Regions from separate parts of the Oryctolagus cuniculus genome. Here region 2 is linked to region 1. Evidence: chromatin contacts called from public Micro-C data. All regions are on one chromosome and are shown on one strand. Each heading gives the region's core, a stretch centred on a gene start, on an enhancer-like site or on the middle of the called end of the contact. The rest is flanking DNA. Distances are from core to core; before and after follow the strand shown.

Region 1 (5,495 bases), core at 1,547-4,046:
TTTCTGCTATGGCCTGGGAAAGCAGGGGACACCTGGAGGAAGCTCCTGGCTTCAATCAGCCCACCTCCAGCCACTGCGATCACTTGGGGAGTGAACCAGCATTGGAAGACCTCTCTTTGCCTCTCTGTAACTGACTTTCAAATAATCTTTAAAAAAATTTTTACTACTGCTTGTAGTAACCTAAATACCTGCATTAAAACAGAACTAAATCCTGACATAAAATCCCAAATCCAAGCACCCTTACCGTTGGCTGTACAGACATTTTCAGCGTTGCCAGTGTGACTTTAATCGGGCTGCCTTCATAATTCATTGCCTCTGCTTCAACAATGTGCAGTTCATCCTTGGCACCAGCGCCTAAACTGACCTGTGAACAGTTTGTAAACTTTAATTTCCAACTGTTTTACAATCCTGCCTCGGAAATCTGTGTTTAAAAATACCAAATATGACTTTTATCATTATTTCCAACTTGTGCCAACACTACCTTCAAGTTTAGTAAGATTGGCAAACCAATTTCTCATGTTCAGTAAACTTGAAGAAATACTTAAAAATGCACACATATTATACAGAACACCTATTAAACACCCACTACAAAGCTGAGTAGGTTCGTCTGGCAGACACCCTAGAGATCTTTCATGATTCAAATGAAGCAAGATAATAAAACGGTGACTTGACTTTACCAGATTACCAGGTAGCAGTGAACATGCCCAGCTTTTTAATCAAGTTTATTGATGAGGTATATACAATATCCAATCATAAAAACTCTTATAAGCAGAGAAATAGGGGACAATTAAATTGCTGAAATCAAGAAATGTTTATTTTAAAAGCTTAAGTACCGTTCTTAAAGATAACTGGTGCTCATTTTCATCATTGTCCACTTTAAAGTGATAATCTTTGTCAGCCTTTAGTTCACAACCTGTAAAAGAAAAAAGCAATTCTAACAAGCAGAAAATTAACAAAGCTAACCTTTTAAGTAGTTTTCCTCTACTTTAGCTACCACAGAGTAGGAAGAATGGTCTCTTTCTGGTTTCCTCAACACTCATTTTTAAAAATCATTTAAGGTCCTTACAAGTCTGTATTAGTTGCATTTTCATTACAGTATTTTTCAATACACTGAGACAAGCACTACTACTTCTGCAGACATATCAATAATGAAGCCTAATATATAATAGTTAATTCCCAACCATTTAAAAAACTGGAATTATCTATCTAAACTCCCAATAGTGGAAAATTAGCAATGAGAATGGTTTCTCAGATGAACAGCTTTCATCTACAGAGAAAAGTACCAACATAAAAGAATCAACTTGTAAGGGTCAATATTCCAAAGTGATGCACATTAGAAATAGAGGCAACAGACACAATCAAGGACACTTCCAATATAAAGGGCCAAAAAAAAGAATTATTGTTTATAAAATCACCAGAAACCTCTAAAAATGGCTAAGAATTAAGTCCTAAAGTGCACTACCGTGCACATTATCTACTCCCACTCCATCGGGAAACTGTTTTAATTATTGCCAGAATAAAAATTTACGTGGTTACACTTCACTCCCATTCACAATAGATACTTAAGCATGCTAGTGCTAACAAACCTCAACATGGTTTGTAAACTAGGGGTAGGATTAGCATCTATTTCCATGTCTAACCAACAAAGGGTTCCCAGAATTAAGTTCTACTGTAATTCCTTAAAACTATGCATACATAGTAGTGTGAGTTCGCGGGGGACGGGGGCGCTGTGGTTCCCAATCTCTGGTTACAACCCGAGAACGTTGGTGAACATAACAAAATCCATGCTGGACTACCTCCGCTACACCCTTCCTGGAAAAAAAATAAGCCTCACTTATGAAGCGCTGGCTCTGCAATCAAGGATTTTGTTTAAATCTGGTTTTTAAGCGCAACCTTAACCTAATTACTTCTCTGAGCATCAGACCTGTATTGTGGTTTAGGTCCGTCTACCAGCTGAGGCAGAAAGAGGACTCTAAAAAGGCCAGTTACGGTACAGTTGATGCTGCAGACGCTGGACAAAGACTTCCAGAATCCTAGTTCAATCCGCCACTACACCTATCACTTCCCGCCCAACAGTCTCAAAGCAGCCACAGGACCCCTGGCTGGGGCGGGGGGTGGGTGGGTGACAAGATGCCAGAGCCCCGGATGTACAGCCCACACCCCCTCCCTTCCCCCAACCACGTGGCAACCACGTGCTTCGGGCGGTCGCGGCCTCCTCAAGCCCCGCCGCACATCCCCTCCCCGGTTCACTGGCTGAGGCACCCGAGCTGTCTCCGGGCCCGGAACTCTGGATGAGGACGCCAGGCTGCACCCACCTCCTCCTCCAGCAGGGACTTCCACGCCCCTCCATGCACCCCCCCCAACCTCCTGTAACACGGCCTAGCAACAAGCCAGCCGACTTACACACTACGGGACAAAAAATCACGCCTGGAATCCTACTTCGCAGCCCAGGCAACGCCGAACCTTCAGACGGCCTTGGGCCATGGCCCGCTCACGCCCCAGGCCGGGGGCCGCCGCTCCTCCCCACCCCTTTCACACGGCTCACTCTCTGCTCCCAGCTCCCACCCCGCTCAGCACCAGGACGCCTGCGGTCTGCTCCCTATTCTCTCCGGCCTCCAGTCTGCCGGCCTTTTTCCAACAGCCCGGGCCTCAGTCAGACTCCCGCCGCCCCCTCCCCCCAACCCTTAAAGCCACCACCAGGCCCTGCTCGGCCTCGCTTCAACCCCCACAATAGTTACCGAAAAGATAGTTCTGGGGCCTCAGGGGGCTCATGTCCATGTCCATCGAATCTTCCATGAGGCGGAGGGACGAACTTGGGTAGGAGAGAAAGCGGACGGAGATTAGACGCCCACTGCTGCAAAGAACAGCCGCGCAGGACGGAATCACGCCAGGGAAAGGACGCGGGCTCCCCGCTAGTATATATAGCCACCAGAAATCTCGCGATAGCTTTCCAAGTCCCGCCTCCGCGCGCGTGCTCTTCAGCCCCTTCTCGCAGTACGGTCGCGCTGCTGCGCAAGCGCTCTTCAACACACTCCTCTCTACCTCTCCCCCCACCTCTTCCAGGTACTTCGCGGGCTCACACCGGGCACGCGCACTCGAAACCCTGCCCCACCCCTCTGCCGCCGTCGCCGATGCGCAGGCGCGCTTTCCCCTTGCGGCGCGCGCTCCCCACCTCCGGCGGTTCCACGTCCTCTCCGGTTCCAGCGCGTCGGCTTCGCGCCAAGAGCCTGCGCAGCCCACCCTGCAAGATGGCGACAGCAGGCCTTCGCTGTGCTGGATGCGGAGGCTCAGGCAGTCGGGAATAAGCCAGAAAGCAGCTCCATTCTCCTTCCTCCATCCCCTCGTCTCCCGCAAGCCTCCAAGATGGCATAATCAGCGCGGGATTTTGACCTGCCCGAAAGCCTGGGCTCGGAGCTAATGGCTTCCCCACAGCTAGTCTCAGGTGCCAGAGCGGGAGAACGAGTGGACGACGGTTTTTATTCTTTATTGGCCAGACTTACAGGACTCTGTGTTCTTATAAATCCGCCCTTTCTGAGGAAAAATCAACAAAGTCCTCATTTTTATGGCAACTTGGGGCCACACGGGGACCGAGTCAGCCGCCTCCGCCGGTGCAGCCTCTGGGGATGTGCACTTCCTAACCTTTAACATTCCCGGCGAAAGGAAACGTTTGACTCGATTTAAATGCAGGAACCTTAATTCGAATCTTTGGAAGGCAGCCTGGGAATTAGCATTTTAAACTACTTGACAAACACGTAAGACCTCACAGACCCTGAGCGCTGGGCTTCTTAAGGAATTTTTTTTTTTTTTTTTTTTTTTTTTTTTTTTTTTACCTCAATACATCGAATTAGGAAGTACTGTGATGGTGGCGCCGGTTTGAGGTTTGAGTCCCGGCTGCTCCACTTCATCCAGCTCCCTGGTAATGGCCTAATGTCCCAAGTCCTTGGGCCCCCGCACCCACGTGGGAGACGGGGAAGAAGCTCCTGGCTCCTGGCTTTGCCTGGTCCACACCGACCATTGCAGCCATTTGGGGAGTGAACCAGCGGATGGACGACCTCTCTCTCTCTCTCTCTCTCTCTCTCTCTCTGCCTCTCCCTCTCTGTAATTCTGACTTTCAAGTAAATAAGTAAACTTTTAAAAAAATGTTTTGGATAGATGTTTGTCTATGGTAGTATAATGTAGGTATGTTATAATTTATTTGTTCCTCCATTGATAGGCATATTTTCTACCTAATTTTACTAAAAATATTATTTAGGTAAACATCTTTGTACCTATATTTTTATGGATATCTGAAAGTAGTTTAATAGAATATAGCCTAAGAAATGGACTTCCACAGTAAAAGGATGGGTACTTAGGAATATATGTACATACACTCAGAAATACTTCTTTTATTGTTTAAGTAAGATCACATTTTATCCAGTGTCCTCCAACTTTATTAACGTAGCTTGGTAGACATTAGCCTATCTGTGTGCCAGTGGTCAAAGAAAATGGGAATTTTTTGAAAGTGGGAATATTTGTGTGATGGCACAAGGATACAGGCCTTGGAAACAAACCAACATTTACATTTCAAAAGTCTTGCTATGGGTCAATAGTGTGCTTGGGTGGGTCCTACTCCTCTCCTTGGGGGCAGTTTAGTGGACTAAGCTAATCCCTCTGGGAGGGATTCCATGCTCAGAAAGCCCTCCACCCAGCAATACCCCTGAAGGGGTGTGGGGAAGGAAAAACAAAGGGCCCACACTCACATGGATAAAAACCAGTTTCAGTGCAGACTGGGCTCAGTTGTTTGCAGAGATGCTTGGCTAGCAGGCTTACTGTCTCAAGTCTGAAGGCAAGAACCACTGAGCAGCTTATCTCAGTGACCCCCTCATGGGGCTTAGTTGTCTTGCCGTGACATCATACACAGGGACCCATGGGACTCCTTTTCCACACTCTACTCTTTTTAGGGCTTGCATGGTATCACATTGGATGCATTCTTCTTAAATCCAAGCTTCTCTTTTAATTCTTCATTTTAAAACACATTTTACGATAGAAAATGTTCAAATCTGAACAAAATAGGATCCATGAGGAACACCCATATTTCCACCACTTAGCTTCAACAATTATGTGGCCAATCATGCTTCATATGTATTATAATTTATTTACACACACACACACACCCTTCCACGCAACTTCCTCCTCTCCTTTTATTTAAAAAAAAAAAGCTTTATTTATTTATTTGAAAGACAGAGTTATAGAGAGGTGAAGGCAGAGACAGAGAGGGGTCTTCCATCTGCTGGTTCACTTCCCATATGGCCACAAGGGCAGGAGCTGGGCCAATCCAGGAGCTTCTTCTAGGTCTCCCACGTGGGTGCAGAGGCCCAAGGACTTGGGCCATCTTCTACTGCCTTCCCCCGCCATAGCACAGAGCTGGGTTGGAAGTGGAGCATCCGAGACTCGAACTGGTGCCCATATGGGATGCCAGCACTGCAGGACGTGACTTTTCCTGCTACGCCACAGCA
Region 2 (5,495 bases), core at 1,183-3,682, 580 kb before region 1:
TGTGTCTCTGGCTTTGGTCAAGCGGCATTAGTATGTGTGGTGTAGCAGATTTGATAAGCAATTGTTCATTGGGGCTTGTCTTCTTTGAAGCCACCAAGCAGAAGCTTGAGTGGTAAGAAGCCACTTGGAGAGGATGGTATTGTGGTGTAGCGGGTGAAGCCGCCACCTGCACGTTGACAACTCATAAGGGGCTCCGGTTCAATTCCTGTCTGCTCCAAGTCCAATACAGCTCCCTGCTGATGCACTTGGGAAAGCAGTGGAAGATGGCCCAGGTCCTTGGGTCCCTGCATACACATGGGAGACCCAAATGAAGCTCCTGGTCCCTGGCTTTGGTCTGGCCCAGCCCCAGCCGTTGTGGCCATTTGGGGAGTGAACCAGAGGATGGAAGATATCTTTCTCTCTCTTTTCCCTTCTCTGTAACTCTGCCTTTCAAATTAAATAAATCATTTTTTTTTTTTTAAAGAAGAAGCCATGTGGTGAAGAGAGACCGCAGGGGCCACAAAGTCACTTTGAATGAGTCCCCAGCTGATTTCAGGCCCATGACTAACTTCAGATTACACCATGTGGGTCTAGCTGAGCCTGGTCAACCCACACAATTGTAAAAAATAATAAACTCTGTTATTCTAAGCTACTAAATCTTGGGGTGGTCTGTTATGTTGCAATAGGTAACAGAAGCAGAGGTCATTAATTTTAATTCCCTTGTTTACACTCCCTAGAGTGTTCCAACCAAGGCCCAGATACAGCAGCACTGCCTCTGGTGAAATTCAGGCAGTAAGTTAGTGGTGGCAACTGTTTAATTCCGGTTTCTTCCTATTGCTTTTCTTTCAATTTCTTGGTGAAAAGCACCAGATAAGGACAATGAAACTTCAAACTCTACCTGCATGAAACTTAACACTGTCTTCAATGCATACAAATCACTGCAATAATTTAGCTCTCGGAAATGCAAACACTTCTAGGTCATCCAGTCCCTTTGCTTTACAGGTGTGAGAATGAAAAAACACTTGAGGAAAATGGAAAGCACTTGGAAGCTGGCCTGGTACAATCATCCAGGCTGTAACATCAGTAGATGACAGCTGACCGCTAGGCCTCGTACACTCATGTAGAACACGAATCATTGGACAGAACATTAACATCAGACAAGGCCAAGCTGTGACCAGGAGTGGTCAAGACAAAAACCGAGACCATCCTTAATCATGCCTGAATGCAGATAAAACACCAATGTTGTCCAAACCACAAAAAATGACCAAACACCCATTCCAGTTAGTTGGAGGGGGCTGCTGCTCCTTTACCAACTAAAGCTTAAGCCTCTACCCAAAATTCCCTTCCTTCTGATAAGATTTATTGAGATGGACGATCAACGAATGACCACCACTGCCTGACAGTCTCGACGGCCTCAAGTCTCCCGGATCACCTTCCTGAGACGCCCTCCTCCGGCTTCTCCTGGTGTGTGCTCTCACTCACTTCAACTAGCAGGAAAAGCAATGCGTTCAACCCTCCGTGTGTTCCCGCTGGGTTCTGGTCAGAGGAATGGCGAAGTCTGCAAAGTCAGGAGGCTGAGTTCAACTGAGAGGAGTCTCCAAGTTTTGCTTCTGAGCACCTGCCATTCTTCCCGTTCGTGTCTGCCGCCTTCCTCTCACAATTAAACTCCACGAGAACAGAGTCATGTTGAGAGCTGACTCCCTGTGCCTACAGCTGTACGCGGCAAAGGTGGATGCTTACAAAGCAGCTCTGAACGAATGAATGAGGAAGAGCGGCTCAGCCCACGCACGTTCCCTTTGGTCTCTCAGCTCCTAATCCGTGGGGCAGCCAGACAGGCCCACAGCACGTCAGCATCCCCCTTCCCCAACTTCATCTCCAGCCCCCTCAGTCCTCCCATACCCTTCCAGCTGCTTCCCTCGGTCAAGCTTCTCTCTCTTGCCGTCCTCTTCCCACACTTGAGCCCCAAGAGCCCACCTTCCTAATGCACTCAATCCATCAGTCTCCACCACCTCCCCCTCGCCCTCCCCCAAGCACCGGCGGACCCGAAGCCTCGCTACTTAGGCGTCGAATGGGCACTGCAGACACCCATCGCGCATGTGCGGAAACTGGTCGCACACGCAGGATCTCTGACAAGCGGGGAGTCGTCTCCGAGTTTCCGTCCCGGTCTCCGCAGCCTTAGGCTGCCAGGAAGTCAAGAGAAGGCAGCCGGAAGGAGAACCTGCGCGCAAGTCTTTCTGGGACATGTAGTCGTGGCGCTCCCGAGACCCTACCCCGAGCCAGCCCTTAATTCTTCTGGTCTGTACGTCCCGCGTTCACAGGGCAGTGCTACTTTCGGCTCAGAATTGGCTTCCGGCTATCAGGAAAGCTCGGCTCGGGGTCGGCTTCTCGTTCCCACAACGCTCTGCGGGGCCCGCGGCGCCTGCTGGGAGCTGTAGTGCCCGCCGTGCGTACTGCGTTCGCCGAGGGGGAGGGCGGAGCTGCCGGCGGCCCGGGCGGGCTGGCAGCTAGAGTGGGTGCGAGAGCCGCCTCCGCCTCTGCAGCCTCCGCCGTCGCCTCCTCCGCCCGGGCCGTTCGCTGCTGCGCGGGGAGAGCGAGGCGGGGCCGCCGGGGCCGCCATGGAGCCCGACTCGGTGATTGAAGACAAGACCATCGAGCTCATGGTGAGTGCGGCCCGCTGGACCGTCCGTTCTTCCGTCCGTCCGGCCCCAGGCGGGCCTGCCCACCTCAACGTCCGGCGCGAGGCTGGCCTTGGCCCTTCCCCGCCGCCTCGGCCCAGATCCGGGCCAGCCGTGTCCTGGCCTCGGGCCCAGCGCGGTGCCTCCCGATCCCTCGAGATCTCAGGCCGGACTTGGCCCGGCCCCCTCCATGCCCCTCGGTTCTCCCCCCACCCCCCCCCGTCCCTGTCCCGTCTCCGGCCCATCTTTCGGAACGACCCTCGCTCGTTCATGCTGTAGCTTTAGGTCACATCGTGCTAGCATCTCATTCTCTTTCTTTTAGGAGGCGATCATCCCCCCCCCCCCCCCCCCCCGCGCGCGCACCTTGTATTTCTCTGGCTCAGGCCCGCACCGCGCTTGCAAGCACCACTTAGGCCGAATGAGGTGGTGGTGGGAGAGAGTACAGAGGAGATCGTTACGGGCTGCCTCGGCCTCCGGGTCCTAAGAGGGGTCTCAGCACCCTCTCTCCAGCCCAGGGCTGTGTGGATGCCTGGGATAGGCCCTACAGGACTGGGGAGGTGGGGAGCTCTCTGATCAGAGGCTGTTACGGATCAGGGGCCTCTTCCCTGGGCTCCTGTGGTGTCAGGCTTCTCGGACAAAGGGTTTCCTACCCAGCCGAGAGGGATGTTTGCACAGCGAGGCCCCAGGTACTCTGGATTCCATCCCCTTGGAAAGGGAAACCATAACTTCACGTTTCCTTGAGCTGCTTTGGGAAATTGGGGGTGGGGTGGGGGGTGGAGCGAGGCGACCGTCGAGCTCATCACTGCCGCCAATTCTTTCTTCTCTCTAAAAAAAAAAAAAAAAAAAAAAAGAGGGGGGGAGGGTTCCTTGGCCCCTGGGGGGAGCGACCATTCTTCTGTTAGAAGCCATTGGCTGATACTCCCCGGTTCACGGACACCCTCCTCCCCTTTCCGTCTACGACTTGGATCCAGAGGAGTTTTTAGAAACAGGACCATGCGAGAGTGGCTAGCAGAAGTGAAGAATTTGCTAATTGGCGGCCGATGTGGTGGAGGAAATAAAATATGGCAGGAATTACCTGCCAATTGAAGATAAATCAAACGGGGCTCTGGAGGGAAGGAAGTCTTTGCTTCAGCAAACGACCATGCCCAGGGATTCTTCCTGTAGAAGCCTCGACAGTTTCTTTGTATCTCTCCCAAGACTGTAGCAACTTCAACCCTGGTAGGGTGGAGAGAGAAAAGGCTAAAGAATCTACTTAACCCAGCAAAATGTTTTCCTAGCCAGATTTTCTCCAGTGTGAAAATGTTTATTGAGTCAGTGATTCCACTGGGTAGGGTTGGTGACATCAGAGCCACTTCCCCCATTTAATGCTATAAATAATAAATGGTGACACTGAAAGTCTGTGGGGTAGCTGCATGGTGTCTGTGGATGATGGCATCTGGGGAGTTGAGATACAGGTCTTAAAAATGGAAGTACAGTAGCGTAAATTCTGAGGCAGCTTAATATTTACTGTCCTCTGCATAACTTACAAAGCTGGACTTCCTCAGCACTCTTGAAAACTAGGGAAAAAATTCTGATAGTTCCCAGTTCTTGCGTATGGGTGTGTGTGCACATGTGCCATTGTTTTCAAAGGGTTAATGTCAACTTGGGTTTTTGTTTGATCTTCATTTACTGAGTGATTTTCCTTTTCAGCCTACTTTATCAAACCACTTAGTCAAGTGTTTCGTATTCTGCTACTTTTGTAGTGGGTAATTTGGGTAAAATGATCTTAACAGTTAAAATCTTTAATGATCTTTTTGGAATTTTGGTAAAATAATTTGCATAGTCGTAATTACATATATGACTTAAGGATACGTTCTTGAGGATGTAAAATTCATGTACTCACCACAGGAGAAATACTTCATGTTGAAAAATTGTTAACTTGGTAGCTCTTTGAAATGGGCTGTTATGAGCTCCTTCCATTTCCATTCATGTAAGAAATAACTAAAATGTCTTTATTTTCAAAAGCATTAGAATAAAATGTACTGTGCAACCCAAGTCAGTGTCTTTGAGTGTCTTAAAATAAAAAGTCTTTGGCCTACATTTACTGACTTCCTAAATCCATAATGCGGGCAGATTTGATTTTACATGATATGGTACTTGTCTTTGATCTGAAAAGAGAGCTCAACCTTCTAAGGACATTATAAACTAAGACTTAAACTGGGATTCTTAGAAAATTTAGCAGAGAATTTAGTAGTTATGGTCAGTTTTAAAATTATTTTTCATTTAAGGATTTCAGTATTTCCTGAAGGGGCTATCAGTTAAGACTGTTAGATAGCCCTTTTCATAAGCTTATATGTATTTATTTTAGTATAGGATATATAGTGCAGTTGCTTAGCAAACTGATTAAGTAAAATCCAGGATCAAATATAGGAATCATGCCTTAAAAATCCAATTGCTTGTGGCTTTCAGTATTTACTATTTTCAAAGTACAGTTTCCAGAACTAAGTTAAACGTATTTTTTATATTGGTTTTAAAGTAACATGACTGAGGGAATGGGTTAAACCAATGGTATTTTATAAGGCTAAAGTATGAAATATTTTAGATTTTTATGAGTCAGCTTCAGTACTCACATATTTGTGAGTGTGCTGCCTGCACCAGTGTGGAACTTAATGGTTAACTAAGATAACTTTCATTTGATATTCCAGAGTGTGCTATATTAGAAGGAGGTAACGGACTTTGCAGTTTCTTCATTTCTTAATCTTCATCCCTCCAGTTTCTTTGATTTTGATTTTTTTTTCCCCTTGCACTTTTAGTTAAATTTACTTGGAAAGGAAGGTGGCGATAGCACAATAATTAACTCTC

The links. Hi-C and Micro-C count contacts between places; a contact is called where the count stands out from the background.
Region 2: a contact with region 1 is called in a Micro-C map of ear pinna, with 3 times the contacts expected there. The contact joins the promoter of FBXW11 here to the promoter of NPM1 in region 1. A contact is called at or near these places in 2 of 6 Hi-C or Micro-C datasets (ear pinna and skin fibroblasts).

What each region holds. Positions count from the first base shown.
Region 1 is chr6:58,112,632-58,118,126 of mOryCun1.1, reverse strand. It overlaps NPM1 (nucleophosmin 1), which reads right to left and starts at 2,796. Exons shown (of 11, transcript NM_001171319.1): 1 at 2,739-2,796; 2 at 834-913; 3 at 245-364. The coding sequence starts at 2,796.
Region 2 is chr6:58,691,766-58,697,260 of mOryCun1.1, reverse strand. It overlaps FBXW11 (F-box and WD repeat domain containing 11), which reads left to right and starts at 2,432. Exons shown (of 13, transcript XM_002710378.5): 1 at 2,432-2,639. The coding sequence starts at 2,595. It overlaps LOC127490551 (a long non-coding RNA gene), which reads right to left and starts at 2,229. Exons shown (of 2, transcript XR_007918551.2): 1 at 2,022-2,229; 2 at 1-1,537.